2 separate regions of the Ovis aries genome follow, and region 1 is linked to region 2. The links are chromatin contacts, called in public Hi-C maps. All regions are on one chromosome and are shown on one strand. Each heading gives the region's core, a stretch centred on a gene start, on an enhancer-like site or on the middle of the called end of the contact. The rest is flanking DNA. Distances are from core to core; before and after follow the strand shown. Region 1 holds the start of DPF3 (double PHD fingers 3). Region 2 overlaps DPF3 (double PHD fingers 3).

Evidence for each region. A called contact is a pair of places that touch in the nucleus more often than the background predicts.
Region 1: a Hi-C map of hypothalamus shows a contact between it and region 2, with 2.5 times the contacts expected there. The contact joins the promoter of DPF3 here to the enhancer-like site in region 2. A contact is called at or near these places in 4 of 16 Hi-C or Micro-C datasets (hypothalamus, muscle, omental adipose tissue and 1 more).

Annotation. Positions count from the first base shown.
Region 1 is chr7:82,488,184-82,493,177 of ARS-UI_Ramb_v3.0, forward strand. It overlaps DPF3 (double PHD fingers 3), which reads right to left and starts at 2,464. Exons shown (of 11, transcript XM_012181974.4): 1 at 2,420-2,464. The coding sequence starts at 2,451.
Region 2 is chr7:82,204,399-82,209,692 of ARS-UI_Ramb_v3.0, forward strand. DPF3 (double PHD fingers 3) reads right to left here. Exons shown (of 11, transcript XM_012181974.4): 11 at 1-5,294. Among named protein-coding and RNA genes, the nearest start is that of DPF3, 280 kb to the right of the region's middle. Within about 2 kb of position 2,348, at least 18 of the 54 cell types and tissues checked have an H3K27ac peak or open chromatin away from gene starts, as enhancers often do. A contact at or near this core is called in hypothalamus and muscle, where this site is marked.

The sequences.
Region 1 (4,994 bases), core at 1,214-3,713, 280 kb after region 2:
CAAAAAATGAGCGGCTAATTATAAATGACCATTCAACTGCCACCTAGAAAAAGCCGACTGGAGTGTCGTGTGTATGCTAGTGTGTGTGTGTGTGTGTGTGTGTGTGTGTGTGTGTGTCGACACGGAATTACAAATACATCACATTGCAACTGTTTCTAATTTACAAAGTACAAGTGTAATAATTCAGAACTAATTCCAATAACCAGCCCGCGACTCTGTCCCTTTCCGCACTTCTAACCCCACCCCACATATACACCCTCCCCGCAAAACGCATCCTTCAGCGGTCCAAAATAAACAGAAACAAAAAACTGGAGCGGGCAGGAATGAGTACAGAGATATTGCGCCCGCCCGCGCGTAAGCGGGTTCCACGGTAACGAGGGTACCGCTTTCCCAACAGGAAACAAACCTGGCGCACAGGCGAAATAGATTTCTCTAACTTGAGTTTACCAGGAGGCATCAGCCCCGCTATGCGTTTTCGGCTGGAAATGTGAAAACTGCAAATCAGCTGTGGGCTCGGTTAAAAACTCACAGCATCAGCGATGTGGCTAGCGAGAGCGACGAAGAGAGGGGATGCCGCGAAGTTACGCCCATTTATTCTGCCATAAAACATTTGTTTTCTTGGGTGAAACACTGTGGCGTTCAAGTGCAGTGTGTCGGAGCTTCCGAGCGAGAACTGAAGCCGGGAGCTGCTCTCTAATCAGCCCCAGCTTCCAACGTCCTCTTAGCAGCGTTCGTGTGTGTGTGCGCGTGTGTGTGTGTGTGTGTGTGTGTGTGTGTGTGTGTGTGTGTATGTAAAACTCCAAAATCTGGGACATTCCTACCCTTTTCCCCTATTACCGATAGGAAATAGCTGGTGCAAACACTTCCCATTTTCTCGGCGCTTTCCTTGGCGTTAAGACCCACCCCCCCCCCCCACCCCCGCTGCCCTCCTCCCACCCCGCGTGCGAACCTGGCTTTCAACTCCTAGGGGAGCCGCGGGTGCGGACGCGGAGGCGCTGAGTTGAAAGAACCAGAGTGGGCATCAGCCACGCACCGTAGAGAATCCGGCACGAAACGCCCCCCCCCCGCCCCCGACACACACACCCGCACCTCCCTCTCTCCTCTCGCCCGCGGCTTCCAGCCCAGCTGCGAAGTCCTAATCCCAGGCGCACAAACCCCCCACCCAGCCACCCACCCACGTCGCGCCGCGATCCGAGGGAGCGCCCCTCTGCCAACATCACTGCCAGTAGCACCCCTGTTAGAGCGATGCTAGTTTCCGAACCACCCCCGGCTCCGCGATCGCGAGCGGACTTGGCGGCTTAACAGTTCCACCGACTGGAAGGAAGGAAGGAAGGAAGCCAGGATAAAAAGGAGTGGGGGAGGAAGGCGGGCAGGAATTGGCTGTGGGACCCGGGGCTGGCCCCTGCGTGTCCTCGCCCAGCCCGCCCCCCTCCGTCCCGGATCTGGGCGTCCGCTCAAAGTCTCCCGGCGGCGGCCAGAGGCACCTGCCCCTCGCTCTGGCCGTGAGCAGACGCTGCCGGCTCGGGCGGCGAGCTCCCCAGTAAGCTGCCTCTCGCTCGCCTTGGCTATTTACCCGCAGGAGCCGATAACACCATTTATGAGACCTGCAGCTCTTCCCTGTCTCCAAATCAACCCCAAGTTAACCCGAGTCGTTCATTTACTACAGCCCATTCCCGGACAAACACACCCGTAGACACACCGGCGACCGCCCGAAGCGCCGTCACGTTCCCGGGGGCTGCCCCGGCAGGAAAGCCCCGGGCAACCACCTGGGCCCCAGGGCTCCCGGGACCCGCTGCTCCCCCCTGCGGTGCTCCCAACTCCGGAAGGTTTGCACAAACTCCCCGCAAGCGATCGGAAGGCAGAGAGCGCCCTGCAAACTCCAGAGCTGCCGCGGTCCGGTCGCCCCGGAGGACCTAGCAGCCGGGCGGGGGGCCGCGGGCTCCGGAGGCGCGGGGCTCAGCCAAGTGCGCCCAAGGCGGCCCCAGAGTCCAGCGCTAGCCCCCAGCAGGGCCGGCCCCGCCACCCCCGCGCCGCGCGCCGCGCTCCCCGCCCCGCGAAGCCGGGGAGACTCAGGGGACCGTGCTGTCCCCGAGCTGCCCACGATCCCCTAGCTGTAGAGCTCGCGAGCGCCTGGCTCCCCTACCGACAACCCCTCTCTTCTCGGTCCGCCAATTTAAAAGAACACAAATGTAACAATTTTCTCCTTGTTAATTGCATCTCCTGACATTTCTGCGCGCTGGGGTTTAGGAAAAAAAAAAAAAAAAGATGAAGAAGTAAGAGCTGAAAGAAAAGAGAGAAGCCCCGCCACGGCTGTAGGTGCCTGTAAGCGCTGTGCATTGGCAGCGCTCCGCACGCAGAAGGCGCCTTTTTTTTCATATTGAAACCACGCGGAATATGTACATTTTTTAGTCTTACTTACGCTTTCAGGGGGTTGTGAATGACAGTCGCCATTTTGCTACAATGTAACAGAATATTGTCTGTCTCAGAGTTCTAAAGGTTCGCTCAGGGGAAGCGGAGAGCCAATCAGAGTACGGGATACCGGCCCGCCGGCCAATCGGCGCGGCTGGTCGCCAAGTGGGTGGAGCCTGCACGGTGGTAGTTATTAGGGGAGCTGTCAAAGCCCAGAGGTCACTCCCTTTTGTAGAGCCCGAGAGCAAGCAGGTCTTAAAGGGGCAGTACCGCGCGAGCAGCTCCTTTTCGGATTGGGGAAAGTGGAGACGCACGGAGAAGTATCTTAGTTTGATTTGAATCCCTACTTTCTAAATAACTGCAGAGAGTTGCGCTCCTGGACGAAAATATTTAAGTACTGGATAGAAACATTTAAGTATTGCCAACAAACCGCTGAACTCCATTCATTAGCTTTTGGCTTTGCTGTTACGTTCCTAAATCCCCCAAACGGCAAATCCCCTTGTTCCCATGCAAAAGTTGAAAGGCTGCCGTTTCGTCTAACACGTGTCCTGTCGTTTGCTAATCCTCTGAGTCTTGCGGCTGTTTTATATTCTCCTTCCCGAAGTGTTGTCTTTATCTCGGGCACCTTCCCTTCTTGGCTTCTTGAAATGCCGCCGCCGTTCCTGGAGACTCCAGGACAGCAGCTCCCCTCCCCCTGGAATGTCTTGATGTCAAGCTCGCTCCCTGGGCTTTCGTTACGTAATGCGAGGTGGTCACTCTGACGGATCCCGACTACCCCCTCTTCTCTTCTCACACACACCAGAAACTTCTGAAATGGTCAGATTCCAGCTGACTTGGGAGCTAACTGGGCCCTGGCACCTTGACCTTTAGGCTTAGGGAAGAGGAGATTTAAAGGAACTTTGCAAACTTTTTGCTCCCAGGAAAGCGAGTAACCAGCCAAAAGTTGTGGAACCTAGGCTGGATGTTGCCAGGGTCTCTTTCGGGGAGTAGCACACCCGATTCTGGAGTCACCTTAAGCTGATTAGATAGAAGGTGAAAAGACTTTGCTAATGAATAATCCGATGTGACCCGAGGCGTTCAGAGAGTCTCTGTCTGCTTCAAGCCAGTGCGAACTACTCACTGGTGAACCCCCGACAAAATCAGAAGACTTCTGCGAAGCCAAGCTTCCACTGGGCAGCCTGGAAGCTCTGGGGGGATGAAATCGCACTAAAGCATGAATAGCGGCCTCGTTAGCATACAGAAATCTGGCTCCCGTCCCAAAGTTGTTTAATCGGGTCAAATAGCTAAAATAGTGGGGGAGGGGTGAAAAAAGGGGAGAGGAGATGCCAAATTGCCAGGTTTTCAAAACTGTGCCCTCTCACTTCCTTTCTCAAAGCTGCTCTCAAAGCAATGGATACAATAAATAAAAATTGTTTTATGTTCCAGAATTTTCAGAGTTCAATTCCACACACTATTAAAGTTACAGATAAACAGAAGAGGACTGAATCAATATGTTTGTAAGGCTTGACATTTTTAACCCCTTCTTTCTGCCAAGTTAATAGCAGAGTCAAGTTCTATAGATTGCTGTGTAACTTTTTTTTTTTGAAGTACAGTTGATTTACAGTGTTGTGTTCATTGCTGCTGCACGGCAAAGTGGTTCAGTTATACATACGCATTTTTTTAATATCCTTTTCCATTATGGTTTATCATAGGATATTGAATATAGTTGTCTATGCTATACAGTAGGACCTTGTTGTTTATCCATTCTGTGTATAATAGTTTACATCTGCATCATACATCTGCTAATCCCAAACTCCCTGTGTAACTTCTTGCACAGCATCTTACAATTTGAAAAGTTATTCCCCTTTTCTAAAATTAAAATTTGAAAAGTCTGGTCCTTTATTAATTTGTCAAGGGATTGGTTCAAAAGCTAATACTTTGCCTGTGATGGGCCTTGACAACATTAAAAAGCCCAAGAAGTATGAGTTTGAACTATCAGTCAGAACTCCCAAAGCCTCCTTGAGATATCAAAAGCACAGCACAGGGAACTCAGTTCAGTGTTCTAGGATGATCTAGACGGGTGGGCTGTAGGGGGTGGGAGGGAGGCTTAAGAAGGAGGGGATATAAATATACTTATAGCTGATTCATGTTGTTGTACAGCAGAAACCAGCACATTGTAAAGCAATTATCCTCTGATTAAAATTTTTTTAAAAAAGCATAGCAATTCAGATTGGAAAGCAAAGCATGTTTTAATATATGCACTTGATAAATAATCAGAAAAGGTAGTGCCTGCCCTGAACAAGGCTTACAATAGGAGAGGGAAAATATATTTATATTACATACTCTAAGCATGTATAGTCATTTATTGAGTTAAGACCAAGATGCAGAAACAAGCATAATTCCTAAATATCCAGTACATCTGAAAATGGCAGACTAGATCTGTCTCCACTGTGAGGAACTAACCCAGAATTTAAGCATTTATGTTATATTTTATAATAATTGAATTAAAAAATATGAATTAAGAACAGGATTTTGGTTTCTTAAGTAGCATAGCCTTGCCTTTTATAATTTAATGGAATGCCATTTTAACTCTGTCAACATAGATA
Region 2 (5,294 bases), core at 1,098-3,597:
ATGGGTAGATCAAACCCCAGAATGCACTTCGGGTTCTCAAGCCCTTTAAAACCAGACCCCCAGCCAAGCATCATGAAAGCCTTGTGTCCCTGACTCTCCACAGAGATCACCAAAACCACCTTCTGGGAGCCAGTGCTGTCCAGGGAAGAGCATTTCCCAGAACCTGCCCAGCAGAGGAAGTGAAGGTTGCTTTAGGCCAACTCTGAGCTGACACCAACACAGGGGCAGATACGAGCTTTCCCCTTAGTCCAGGTGCTCAGCCTTAAAGCCAGTTTGGGGCAGCTTCTTCAGGGAATAGCTAGAACCTGGAATCTGTCTGTGACATGTGTAGAGGAAGGTTGAGCTGGAGCAAATAGCCAATTGCTGATGCTGTCAGACAGTGGGAATCTAGTGGAGCATGAAGCTCAGATCTGACGAGCACTTGGCCAAAGGAGGACAGAGAAGGTTTACTGAAAACACCTTTGACATGCCCTCCCCACCACCTGCAAGCCAGAAACGCTGTGCAGCTGGAACAGCCTGGCTGGGGTCTCCGTGGGAGTCCACCCAACCCATGCATGACGCTTGCATCCCACCACTCTTCATCTCTGCTTCCTCCAGTGGGGACTGGACAAGGCCATTGTGAGGGTCCGTTTTGACCTCTGATCAGGCCCTGCCAGTTGCACCTGCCTGCCCATCACCCAGTGGCCCAAAGGCAACTTCTGGAGGCCCAGGCTCTGAGCCCCTCTAGCTGGTGACACATCATCTCACTCCCGTTCCTGTTAAGGACGCTCGTCTTCCCAGGGCAGCCAGTGCTTGGGAGACTTAAAAGCAACCAGGCTGATGTCAACTGCACTCCTTTCCCCCAGCCCCAGAGGGTGAGAATAACAGGACGCCTAGGCCTGCTCATCTTCTACTGACCAACATGTGTCCTAAACAGAGAGACCCAAACACACGCATACCTCCTCTGATGGCACGCCACCTGACATGTGATCAGGGTGCCTTGAGGGAGTGGAATTTTAAGGCTGAAAAGCAACTGACAGTTTGGGCCAGGATGTACTTTATTCCTCCAGACCCTGCGGTATCTGGCACAATGCCAGGCCTGCAGTACACACCCCACCAAGTGTTTTGGCCCGTACCAGCCTGCCCAGCAGTCCTTCATGGCAGGCAGGAAATGTGTTCATGCTCCTCTGGAGGAAAGATGCCCAGAGTGGGCAAAGGTGAGCACGAGGATCGACACATACTCTTCCCTGGTCCAGGGCACGAGTGCCCCCCAAGCATCTGAGCATCTCTTGCCAAAGCGTGACTCTGCCTTCCCAAATGCCACATGGGCCGGATGCATCGATGAGCCAGGACCCTGCCTCCCTACCCCGCCTCTCTCCAGCCACCTGCCCCCACCCCCTCTGCTCGGGGATGACTGTTCTATGTTTTCATGCTCTCATTCACATGTCTGTGTTTTCCCTTATTTTTCCTCCAGTACCTAATTTAGGCCTTCAACTACATGGTGAAAACGTGCAGGGAGAAAGTGTTTTCCTTTTCTTTTGTGCTACTGTTTCTTTCCACTACCACCCCATCCTGCAGCATCCAGCCTGGCAGGAGGGAAGGGAGGGAAGGTGCGGGAAGGGAGAAGGCTCACTAAGTAAGAGGAGAACCCATGTCGTGGTGGGGAATGATCATAAAAGGGCAAAGTCAACAAAACCACAACCCCAGTGCTACCCAGAAAATCTTTGCATCCCTTCAACAGAAAGCAGAATCAAGACTTTTTTCCAGATCCCCAACTATTGCCAAACATCTCCCCCAAGGAAGCAGAGGAGAGGGATGAGAGAATCCTCACGGCCAATGACTTTCCAAGCACAAGGATTCCTTTCCAGCTCCCTGTGGTCGTGCAGGGGCTGGAAGCTGGGGGAGCTGGCCTGGCAGGAAACTCAGGGAAAGAAAGCATCTGGTCTGGTGGCTTCTGGTTACCAGCAGGTTCTCCTTCTCATTCTGGAGCAACACAAAGGTTTGCTTTGGTTCCCTAAGCCACAGGTGTGCGTGTGTGTGTGTGTGTGTGTGTGTGTGTATGCATCTGTGTTCTCACCATCCACACTAATAACATTGATAGGAATTATAGAGATGCAGAGAGTCAAGCAAACAGGATGCAATCTATATGAATACAACCTGGAGACTTGGGGGGTGTTGTTGAGGGAGAACAGAGATCTTGGGGGCTCACCCCCCCCCATTTCCTATAGTGACTGCTTACCCTCTCTCTTCCCCACCACAGCAGCATTTTTTTTTTTTTTTTTTTTTTTTTGCCATACTGGGTTGGTGCCGTCCTGAATGGCTGCTTTGCTCGCTGCCTGGGCTAGAGGTCATGATTAGTCATTATATCTCTGCCGAAGAGGGTTCTGGCTGCCGGCCAGTCCCGGTCCCTGCCTTCCTCTGGCCTGCCTGGGAAATGTCACCATCAGCACAAATGCTTCCTTCTCTTGGTGGGGCCAAAGAGGGGGAAGGCCTGCAATGCCTCTCTTTCAAAGCACTGGGGTGAAGAGAGGGAGGCAGTTGGGAACAGAGGCCATGACCAAGGGTGTTCCTGGGCCCTCTGACCCCCGTTCTGAGCCCCCCCAAAGCCTCCCACCCAGGACCCTGGGGAGTTACCTCAGGTCTCAGCCATCTGAGGGGACACGGGCAGGGCCCCCTGAGAGCCCAGAGGGTGCCTCCTCTGGGATCCCGCCCCCTTCCGAAGCTTTCCCTGCACACAGGGGGCCTCTGTTCCTTCTGGGAAACCACGACCCTCCCCCTGACAGTTTCCTGGAGGTGCTTCCTGTGGCCTCTCCTCCCAGCAGCCTGGGGAGGGCGCCCTGCAGCCACGCCCTGCCCTGAGCAGCTGCTGAGATGCTCAAAAGCCGGCCAGCCCTGCTCCCGCAGCCAGGGCACCCGGGCAGGCGGCACCCAAGGACAGCTTCCTGTCCCTTTGGCCTCCCTCCCAGAACAATTACCTCAGCTGTCCCGCCTCCCTAGAAAGGACCCAGCTCCCCACAGTCAAAGCCCCCTCGAGCTCCCTGGAAGGCCCTGAACTAACCCACCTGCTCTGCTCTTTCTACACCAGGGGCTGGTGGCCGTGGAGAATTGAGATCAGATCCCCAAGCTCTGGGAATGTTCAGGAACTGGGGGAGGGGGGAAGCGGGGTGTCATAACCCCCCTGATAGCTGCAGAGCCCCGCCTCTGACCACTGACCAGTTAGACCTAAGGAACCCGCAGAGCCATGGGGCTGGGTGGGAAGACCTGAAGGCCTGAGGCAAACGAAAGCATCTGTGCTTCCACCCTCTTCCCGACCCACCTGGTGTCCAGGGGAAACTGGGCTAACTGGGAAACCAAAAGCATCCTTTTGGGGATGGGAGTAAGATTCTCAAAAGGGGAAGCAGACAACAGGAGGAAGAGGAACCCCATCCAGCTTGCTGGGCAGTGGGGAGGACCAGCCAGGTGCCCGCTTTCTTGGGGTCCCAGCTGCTGCCCAGCTGGGCTTGGGGACCAGGTCAGGGAGGGCCTCCTGGGCCTGATGCCTCTAGAGGCAGCGCCTGGCAGTCCTCCACTCCCAGGGCAGCAGGTGGTGACCCAGCCTGGCCTTTGCCACCACCGCTTTCTCCACCACGCCCCCACCTTCCATCCAGACCAGGAGGACCTCAGCAGCTCATCTCACTAACGAGTATCAGAGGACGCTTTTTCTGTGGCTTTGGGAAAATTCACAGCGGTCAACCAGGAGACCCACTGTACCTCCCACCTCCATCTGGGTGAAGGGCATCACTCCTGCCTGCTTTGGTCTCTGAAGCGCCCCACCCCCAACCCAGGGCGCCAGAGGCCGGGGGGGTCTCGAAAAAGGTAGAGTCGTCTTGGTGTCCAGAACTGACAGAGGTTGGGCCTTTAGGGAAATAAACAAACAAACAAACAAAAACTCATTACCAGGATCTTAGGCCTTTAGGGAGAAAACAATGAGTTATAACAACTCTTTCTTCCCATGCCTTCTAGTTATTTAGGTGCAGGATTTCTTCCTAAGGGGAACCCAGGTTTCTGGCCCCCTCCTCAAAGCCCCTCCCCCAGCCCCAATTCTCTTCATTTTACTTTGCCTAAAGTGAAAATCTTTGACCCTTTCCACTCCTTACTCAGGGCCGCCTCTCCCTCCCTCTCCAGGGATGTGAGCCTACTCTAGGTGACACCAATGTCCAGCTCGGGAAAGGAGGCAAGCAGGGCACCTTCAGCAGGAGTGTGAGCTCAGCTCTGACCTAGGAAGCCATGTCTCCCTAGGGTTGGGACACAGGTACACCCTGAAGGGGCCCACAGTGGGTGGCAGGGGAGAGCCTGGGGGTTCAGGGAGTGAGAGAGGAAGAGGGGGCTGTGGTCCCAGCACCTGCATTCGGACTGAGAACCTCCTAGGGGCAGAGAAGGAAGTCCTCAGGGCTCCTCCCTCACCTCCTACACAAGGACTCAAAGAAGATAACCAGAGGCCCCTCTTCTCTGAGTCTGGAAGCCTAAGGGTGCCCATAATTTTTCTTCAAGCGCATAGATCTGTCTCTTAAATTTGCCCCTATAGGAAGAGTAATAATAATCATCTCATTTTTCTTCCTTAAAATATCTGAACTTTTAAAGGGAAGGGCATAAAGAAATCATGCTGTGTTCAAAGCACAAAGACTCAAATGCAGCATGAACGTAAACTCTCCAGGGTATCACGAAACCATCACTGTGAAAGCCAAACCCTCCCCCAACCTTAAACCTGCTCTCCTCCCCAGCACCGAAGGAATCCGGCCTCCCTCCCACGGGCTTGCTATCCTGGTTGCAGACAGACTGAGCCAAGTCCAGGGAAGCAGCTGCCCCCGAGGCCTGTGCAGGCCTCCTACCTGGCTCCAGGGCAATGACAGGAGCAGGGGCACCTTTAGACTGGCAGGCCCCTGCCTCGGGGGCTCTGAGTCAGTGCGGGGTTGAGAAAGAAAGTCAGAAGGTGAACATCCCACCAGGGGCCTTGTCTCTCTATTTCCTCACTCTGGTGCCTGCACTGGATTTGCTGCAGGCCCCAAAGGAAGCATTTCGAAAATACCCACAGGAAACAGAGGGCTTCAGCTTCCGGCTTGGACCTCGCAGCTGCACCTCCTCTCTGGCTAGCGGGAGCCATAGCATCGGGGTGAAGCTGAACCAGGGCACGCTGGCTGTGCCCGGGCTTTGAGCTGAGAGGCAGCAGCATCCTTATCTCCACATGGTGGCCTCTGTGCAGTGACAGGCGCTACCACGGAGCAGGGGAGGACCCCCTCTGCCCCCCCACCAAGGAACCCAAGCCCCATGTCAGGATC